Linked DNA regions of Sus scrofa: region 1 is linked to region 2. A link is a contact called in public Hi-C data. All regions are on one chromosome and are shown on one strand. Each heading gives the region's core, a stretch centred on a gene start, on an enhancer-like site or on the middle of the called end of the contact. The rest is flanking DNA. Distances are from core to core; before and after follow the strand shown. Region 1 holds the start of NME1 (NME/NM23 nucleoside diphosphate kinase 1). Region 2 holds the start of WFIKKN2 (WAP, Kazal, immunoglobulin, Kunitz and NTR domain-containing protein 2).

What was found. Hi-C and Micro-C count contacts between places; a contact is called where the count stands out from the background.
Region 1: a Hi-C map of epiblast stem cells shows a contact between it and region 2, with 1.8 times the contacts expected there. The contact joins the promoter of NME1 here to the promoter of WFIKKN2 in region 2. A contact is called at or near these places in 5 of 47 Hi-C or Micro-C datasets (embryonic fibroblasts, epiblast stem cells, fetal heart ventricle and 1 more).

What each region holds. Positions count from the first base shown.
Region 1 is chr12:27,413,724-27,418,048 of Sscrofa11.1, forward strand. NME1 (NME/NM23 nucleoside diphosphate kinase 1) reads left to right here and starts at 2,714. Exons shown (of 5, transcript NM_001204759.1): 1 at 2,714-2,806.
Region 2 is chr12:27,091,465-27,095,464 of Sscrofa11.1, forward strand. WFIKKN2 (WAP, Kazal, immunoglobulin, Kunitz and NTR domain-containing protein 2) reads left to right here and starts at 1,777. Exons shown (of 2, transcript XM_013981059.2): 1 at 1,777-1,870.

The DNA of each region.
Region 1 (4,325 bases), core at 1,464-3,963, 320 kb after region 2:
GTTCGTTAACCACCAAGCCACAATGGGAACTCTTTGCTCATTCTATATTTGGATTTTTTTTTCTTTACAGTTGAGTTGTAAGAATTCTCTATATAGTCTCGATACTGGGGCTGTGTTGGACATGCAGTTTGCAAATATTTTCTTCTACCCTGCAGCTTATTTTTTTTCATCCTCTTCTTGGGGTCTTTTGAAGAGCCAAAGATTTTAATTTTGATAAGATCCAACTTATCAGAGTTTTCCTTTTATGGATTTTGCTTTAGGTGGCAAGTCTAAAAACTTGCCTACCCCTTGGTCTTGAAGAATTTTTTTTTTGGCCGCACCTTGGGCACATGGAAGTTCTTGGGCCAGGAACTTAATCCAAGCCACAGCCATGGCAACACCAGATCCTTTAACCCACTGCACCATAGCAGGAACACCTGAAGATTTTTTCCACCATGTTTTCTTTTTCTAAACTTTTTGTAGTTTGATTGAAAAAAAAAAAAGGTACAACCTAAAAGTTGTGAATTATGTTTTATTTGGTGACCTTTCTATGACTATAGCTTGGGAGACAGACTCTCAGATAGCTCTAAGGAACTGTTCCAAAGAAGTAAGAGAGAAGTCAGGATATTCAGATTTTACTGAGAAAACAAACAAACAAACCATAAAACATGTTAGTGGAGTTCCCTTGCGGCACAGTAGATTAAGGATCCAGCATTATCATTGCAGCAGTTCAAGTTGCTACTGTGGCTTGGGCTCCATCCCTGGCCTAGGAACCTCAACATGCCCTGGGCATGGCTGAAAAAAAATGTTAGTGGAACATCAAAAGATTATTGCTAATTTCAAAACGTAGATGCATATGCATTGAGAACACAACAACAATCAAAATGCTCATTGAAATTATTCCTTTGAGGATTTCCTGTTGTGGCTCAGCAGTAACGAACCTGACTAGAAACCATGAGTAAGCAGTTTTGATCCCTGGCCTTACTTAATGGGTTAAGGATCTGACGTTGCCAAGAGCTGTCATGTAGGTTGAAGACAGACTCAGCTTGGATCCCAAGTTGCTGTGGCTGTGGCTTAGGCCAGCAGCTGCATCTCTGATTTGACTCGTAGCCTGGGAACTTCCATATGCTGCAGGTGTGACCCTAACCAAAAAAAAAAAAAAAAAAAAAAAAAGAAGAAGAAAGAAAGAAATTATTCCTTTGACATGCATCTTTATCTAGGGCCAGTATACTATTTTTCTCTTCAGGGTGCACCTTTGGGGAGGCTGCAGTGGCTGATGGCTTGATGACAGGCCATATTCTTTGTTTACTGAAATGGCAGGCATAGTTTTTTTGTTTTGTTTTGTTTTTTTGCTTTTTAGGGCTACACCTTCGGCATATGTAAGTTCCCACGCTTGTGGTTGAATCAGAGCTGCAGCTGCTGGCCTACACCACAGTCACAGCCACAGCCAAGGCCAAGCCAGATCTGAGCTGTGTCTGTCACCTACACCACAGTTCACGGCAATGCTGGATCCTTAACCCACTGAGCCAGGATAGGGATTGAACCCATATCCTCATGGATACTAGTTAGGTTTGTAATTCTCTGAGCCGCCACCTGTTTTGTTTTGGGGGTTTTTGGGTTGCACCCGGGGCATGTGGAAGTTCTCTGAGCTCGGGATCAAATCCATGCCACCGCAGCTACCCAATCTGCTGCAGTGACAATGCTGTATCCTTAACCTGCTGTGCTACAAGGGAACTCCTATCCACATAGTTTTACACTTACAAATCTATAATCCCTCTGGAGTGATTTTCTTTCAAAGTGGGAGGTTTAGGTGGAGGTTTTTTCTTTCCTTCCTTCCTTTCTTCTTACTTTCTTTCTGCCTATAGGTGCTCCAGCACATTTTTTGAAAAGGCTCCTGATTCTATCCTGTACTTTACCACAGCCATTCCTCCTGCAGCAGGCAATGATTTTTTTTTTTAAATGTATCAGATGATATCATGCCCTGCTCAAAATTCTCCAATGGCTTCCCACCACATCATAATCTTGCTGCTCTCCAGTTGCATTTTCTAGCACTTAATGTCCACTGGCTCTCAGGTAATCTGACTTCAGCAGGTCTATTCTACTGTCACCCCCTGAGAGAGCACACCAGTCAACATTTAAAGTACTCCTTTACCCTACCCCCTCGCTGTGCTTTTTCTCAGTAATATTTACATACTATGATATATTACATGTTAATTTGCTCATTTGTTTATTGTTTGTCTTTATTCCCAACCCCACGAGAAGTTCCAAGAAAGTTTACTGCTATACCCCAGACTCTGAAACAATATCTGACACATAGAAGGTACTCAATAAATAATTTGCTTGACAGGCTGGAAAGAATGAGCAAATGTAAAACGAGGACACTGACTACTTCTAGGTCAGGCGCTAGTTCAGTTTTCACGCAAAGTGTGAGCGCCACCTCTCGGGAAGCCAGTTTGCTCGCGAAAGAAGGAAGTGAGTCACAGATCTTAAAGGGAAAAAAAAGATGGCTGCAGCGTGCGAGAAGAATAGGGAGAAGCCGTACCGGAAGTTGAACTTCAGGAAGTTGCTCCCTTGAACGATATCCGACTGTCGGGAGGAAGCGTAGGCGAGTGGTGTTCTGCAAAATGGGCTCTCCTGCAGCCGATTATGCGCAGAAGCGTTCCGCGCGAGCGGGTGCTAGGAACCACGAGGAGCTGGGGCGTGTTTCCGGTGCGGGTGACAGGCGACGGAGTTGAAGCCCAAGTGCCCGGAGGGGTGAGAAGGGTTCGAGGTCCTGAGAGAAAAGGGAGAAGAGTGGGGTCCAGGGAGGGGGAGGTGAAGAGGTCGGGTAAGTTCCACTCGGAGAAGTGGCCAGGGGGATCGGGTGGGAGGGACGCACCCATTGACAGGTGCAAACCTGTCAGCTCACGTCCCGCGCCACGTGGACTCGGCTTTGTCCGTGGCTGCTTTTCCCATCAGTCCGTGACTGTAAGGGTTGTGCCTTATTTGTTTATATCGAGTGCAGTGCTCAGTGCTTACTGAATGAATGACAGATATGTATCAAGAGTGGGTGTGGGGAACACGTATAGGGACTGCTGTTTGTGGCTCTTTAGCCCCATGTTCTCCTAGGGAATTCATGCTTGTCTGTAGCTTCTATTAGGAGTTCTCCGCCAGTTCTTGGGCCTTGTCTCTTTTTCTTGGAGGTGCAGGGCGGTTATCATTTAAGACATTTTCTTTGCTCTTATTGAGTACTAGGCTCTGTAACTAGGTACTAGGGAAGTAAATCATCTCTGTATTCAGGGGCAGGCCTGTGAGAAATAAACAGAAAATTCACATATATTGTTAAGGTGTTGTAATAAAAGGCCAACTAAATTATAGGAAGGTAGAGCCAGGAGGTGGTGCTGCTATCCACATAGGGATTGTCTTTCAAGGTGAGGGGACTCCTTTGTCATCTTGTGGAGGCAGAGCAGGTCCTGAGTTGAGACTTCTTATCTGTAAAAGGAAGAGTCTGAAGTAGGTGGTCTCTAGGCTTTCTTCCAACAGATATTACTCATGGCTACAGTTCTCCCACAATCCACCATTTATTGGTTAGTCAGAATATTCATTAATCTTGTGATGTAGCATAAGCTGCAGAGGGTTGGGAAATCTGGATTGTGACCCTCCTTCTGGTACTCCAGATGTGTTTCCTCATTTGTAAAAGAAAAGATTGTAATGAAATAATCTCTAAACTCCTTCCTGTTATAGCATGCTGAGGTAGTAGGTCAAACTGTATTTCATACTGCCTTGTTTTAGACATCACTCACATATTATCACTGTAGTTTCCCTCATCTGGATAATCCAGAAAGATATTCTTTTCTTTTTCTCTTAATACTTCTTGTCTCAGTTCTGCCATAGTATTGGGTACCCAGTAGATGCTTATGTTAGTCCCCATTGTGGCTCAGTGGCTTAAGAAGCCGACTAGTGTCTGTAAGGATGCAGGTTCGATCCCTGGCCTCACTCAGTGGGTTAAGGATACACATTGCCACAAGCTGCAGCGTAGGTCACAGATGCAGCGTGGATCTGGTGTGGCTGTGGCTGTGGTGTAGGCCTGCAGCTGCACTCTGATTCTACCTCTAGCCTTTCTGTATGCTAGAAGGGTGGGTACAGCCCTAAAAATAAAAACAAAAACAAAAAACTGGCTTCTGCACACAAAGGCAAGGAGAGACTGAAGAAAGGCAGACCACTCCAGATTATAGGTGGCAGTTATAATGACCAAGGGAGCTTGAGGTGGCTGCTGTCACCTACCAGAATTTTAAAAGTTATGCATAGAGTCTTTAAATGGGTTTAGTCATCTATTCAGTCCAGATGGTCTCAACAACACTTTACTC
Region 2 (4,000 bases), core at 527-3,026:
CAACAGCTTATAAACAAGCTGGGCTGGTGGGGCGGCCAGCGGGGGCCTTTTGGAGGGGCCGGAAGCTGGCCCGGGGGGTGGTGTGTGTGTGTGTGTGAAGAGCCCAGGACAGGGGTCAGGGAGGGGAGATCCGTGAGCCCCAGGACCCCGAGCAGCCCACTTAGCTGTTCTGTGACTCGATTTCCTCCCGTCCACCCTGAGCTCCCTCTGGGGCTGGCGTGAGGGTCAGCATGACGCAGTGGGTGAAAGCGCTGTGTGGGCGCCAAGCCCTGATCAGATGTTATTTATTATTCTGAGCTGTGTTTTGGTGGGAGACTTGGAAGGGCTGAGAGGGAGAGCGTTGTAGGGCCCCTTCTTCCCCAGTGCTGTTTTGAGAGTTCTCAGCAGAATGGCCAGGAGTGGGGCCCGGCCAGGGAGAGGCCCACGGCTCCCTCTCCACAGGACAGAGCGGGCGGAGGAGCAGGGGGCGGGATGGACGAGCATCTCTGCTTTTCCCACCACCCCTCCCCCTGCTCTGTGCCCCTCCCCGCTCCCCCCTCAGGGGTCCCAAGCGACTCCCCAGAAATCAACCTCCTCTCCCCGGATACTTGTCCTCCAGCCATGGGGCTGTGACAATTTTTCTAAGTGCTGCTCAGAAATGTGTCACTGTCCATTTCCCTTTATGCTATCAAAGGAGGCTGCACACCCCGCGTTCATCTAGCACTGTGCAGAGGCCCGGCTCTGAGCAGCTGGAACATGGGTTTATGAAATTACAGGGAATTCAAAGCAGCCGGCGTCGCCCGCTGTCTGGCTTCATTACTGGGATCGGCCTCGGAGGGAAGTTTATTCCAATAATTTAGGGGATTAGGATCTGACACCCTTCATTAGCTCTTTGACAGAAGCAGAAAAGACAGATCTTGCAGAAGGACCCACACGACAGGAAGGAATTGGCTCAGGCGGGAAGGAGGCAACACACCGCCTGCGAGGAAGAGGCCAAGGCTGCAGGCTGGAGAGAGGGGCGCTGCCCTTTCACAGGCCAACCGGAGGCTGAAGTCTAGCCCCAAGCGGAGAGTGGGCCTGGGCTCAGCACTCAGTGTCCCTGTCTGTGAAATGATTTTATGTTCCTGGACGACAGCAGCTCCCCCAGCCCTTTGCCGTCTGGCCTTGAAAAGGTACCTCTCTCTTCCAGGGAGCTGTCTCCCCACCACCCCTCAACCCCTGGGGATGGAGTGACCAACACAAAGCCACATCCCACTCACTTTTCTTGGCACTTTGGATATGAGCCATTTCCTGCCACATGGGAGAGAAATCGCCCCCACCCCCCCGGCAGCTTCTGGCTCTTCACCTGGCTCCTTGACAAATATAGCCCTTGATGTTGCCCAAATTTTGTATCCGGCCTGTAAAGGCCAGAGCTGGGGCTGCGCCTTGATGGCAGTTTTGATAGCTGGCTGGGGAGGGGTGCTTTGCAAAGGCCCCGCTAGCTGGGGTGCCTGCATTAATCGTAGGGTTGTGTAGCTGTGTGACATGGGGCAAGTGGCTTAGCCTCTCTGTGTGTCTTTTCCTCAAATCTAAAATGAAGGTAGCATTTGTCGTGAGGATGAACTGAGACGATGCACACAGCCTGGCACATGTTACAACCCCAGGAAATATCAGCAATGCATAGTCCTCCCGCTGCTCCCAAGAGGTGACTTTCTTCTCCGTAGAGTGGGGGCCCTGAGAGCTGACCGGCACTCCCTGAGCGCAGCCTTCGTGGTCACTAGCGAGGCGGCTCGGCTGCCCAGTGCCGTCCGGAGCCACTGTGACCACGTAGATTCTCTTGGAGCTGCAAGTGTGTCAGTCGAGGAGCGGGAATGTGATACGTCCCGGAGCCGGGGGAGCCGGAGCATATCTGGTATGTGTCTCTGGAATGATTTGGGGAAAATTCATCGAAGTTGGAACTTGAGCCGCAAACGGGCCGGGACAGAGAGATAGGGAGCTGTCCGCGCGCCCCCCACCCAGGGACCTGGTGCCGGGGCGGGAGTCGGCTTACACAGCACAGGCTGCTCAGGCCCGCCCTGGAATGGCCGTGAACTTGTTGTTTTTCCACGTCAGTTGCTCTCAGATGTACTATCAGGCCGGCGATGCTAACCCTGCGGCGGCAGGTCCCTCCTTGTAACAAGCGAGTGTGTGTTCTTCGGAGGTGGCCAAGGGGAGGAGGGGGCCCGCGAGAGGTGGGGGGAAGGGAAGCAAGCCTCTGCGTACAGTGAGCTTGCGTGTCCCGGAGCCAGCTCCCCCCCAAAGCACATGCCATTTCTGGCCCCCGAAGGGGTTAAAGGCCTCCTGGAGTCAAAAACAAGCAGGTGTCCCACCGTGCCAGATACGCCGCCTAAACTGCTTCCAGCTTTTTTTTTCCTCTTCTGCAACAAGTCTGTGATTAGCCACAGGACAGAGAAGCCAGCAGCCTGCCTGTGACAGGCGTCAGGTTAGCTCGCTCCCACTCGGGTGGCGCGCCCAGGACATAAATCCAGGCTCGGGCCCCTGTGCGGCTCCTCTTCCTGCACCCCCCGGAGAGGGAGCTCCCTTTATCTGAGGCCGCACAGCCTGGAGGGCTCCGCTGGCTGGGTGGAGGCAGCCGCAGCCCCAGCAGCAGCGAGGAGGCCTGCTGGGGTGGGCAGGGCAGGTGTCTGCAGCCCCCGAGGAGCAGAAGGCCCTGGGGGCCCCCCCCGCCCTGGCCTCGTCTCAGGGGAGGTCTCTGGCTGCCTCAGACCGCACCATGTGGGCCCCGGGGCGCCGCCAGTCCCCCGCTGGGGGCAGGTGGCAGCACTGCTGGGGGCAGGTGGCAGCACTGCTGCTGCTGCTGCTTGGGGTACCCCCGAGAGGCCTGGCACTGCCACCCATCCGGTATTCTCATGCTGGCATCTGCCCCAACGACATGAACCCCAACCTCTGGGTGGACGCCCAGAGCACCTGCAAGCGGGAGTGTGAGACAGACCAGGTGAGTGCGAATCTGGAAGCCTGAGATGGGCCGAGTGGGCTTGTTTGTGAGTGAGAGTGAACGCTGGGTGCTGGGGTTGACTCGGGTCTGTGCAGCAACCGGGGTCCCAGGCCATGGAGATAAATAGGGTGTGATGCCCGTCAAACTTCGAAGGGGCCCGGAAGATGAGGTGGGAGTGGTGTCTGAGTTTTTCAGTGACTGAGAATCCTCGGATTCCTGGTCTCAGGTCTGCTGAGAGCTGCTCTGAGCTAGCTCTGTGCCAGGCACATCAGACAGACTGCTACGACCCATCTGCCCGTCGACAGGTAAGAGTGGAACTCAGGAGGCTGCAGTGAGCAGCACAAGGCTCCATGGCTGGGGGAGAGGGGGGGAGGTGGGGTGGGGTGCCTGGACCCCGTATCTGTCTGGCCACAAAGCTTGGGCGTCATCCGATGCCAGGCCACCTCCCCGGGGGTTCAGACCCTGACCCTGAGATCAGACCAGGCTGATGGGAATGGTGGGCATGAGTGGATCCAAATAGACTCTCTGGGTGTCCCTGGGAGGGAAGTGGCCTAAATTTCCACCTGCCAGAGTCCTCTGTCCTCCCTTCTGCTCTCATCAGAGTTCTTACAGTGCTCAGGGCAGCACTGGTTCTGAAGCCAAGCTCTCCCAGCTCCTGAGCCCAGGGGCTGTTCCCGCCACTTCCCCTGGGTTACCTGGCACCTGCCTGGGCAGAAGTACTTCCTGTCAGTCTGGCAGCTCTGGGGGCTCTGGCTGTACTGGGCATCACCAGGGAACGTGAGAGACCCCAGTGTTCCCTCTGCCAAACGCATGCGTCCTACGGGATGAGGGCTTCCCCTGGAGAGAGTGGCCTCTCCCTCACACTGAGTGCCCAGGGGACAGTCCTCAGGCTTCTCACTGGCAGGGAGCAATGGGGCACCGCAGGGAAGGGCGATAAGGACTGGGGAGGGTGGCAGAGCCTTCCCATCTGGCTGAGGTCATGCTGTTACCTGGCTACACTGGCTGGGGAGCCTGTTTCCCTGGCACGGGCAGGTCTCATAAATCAGG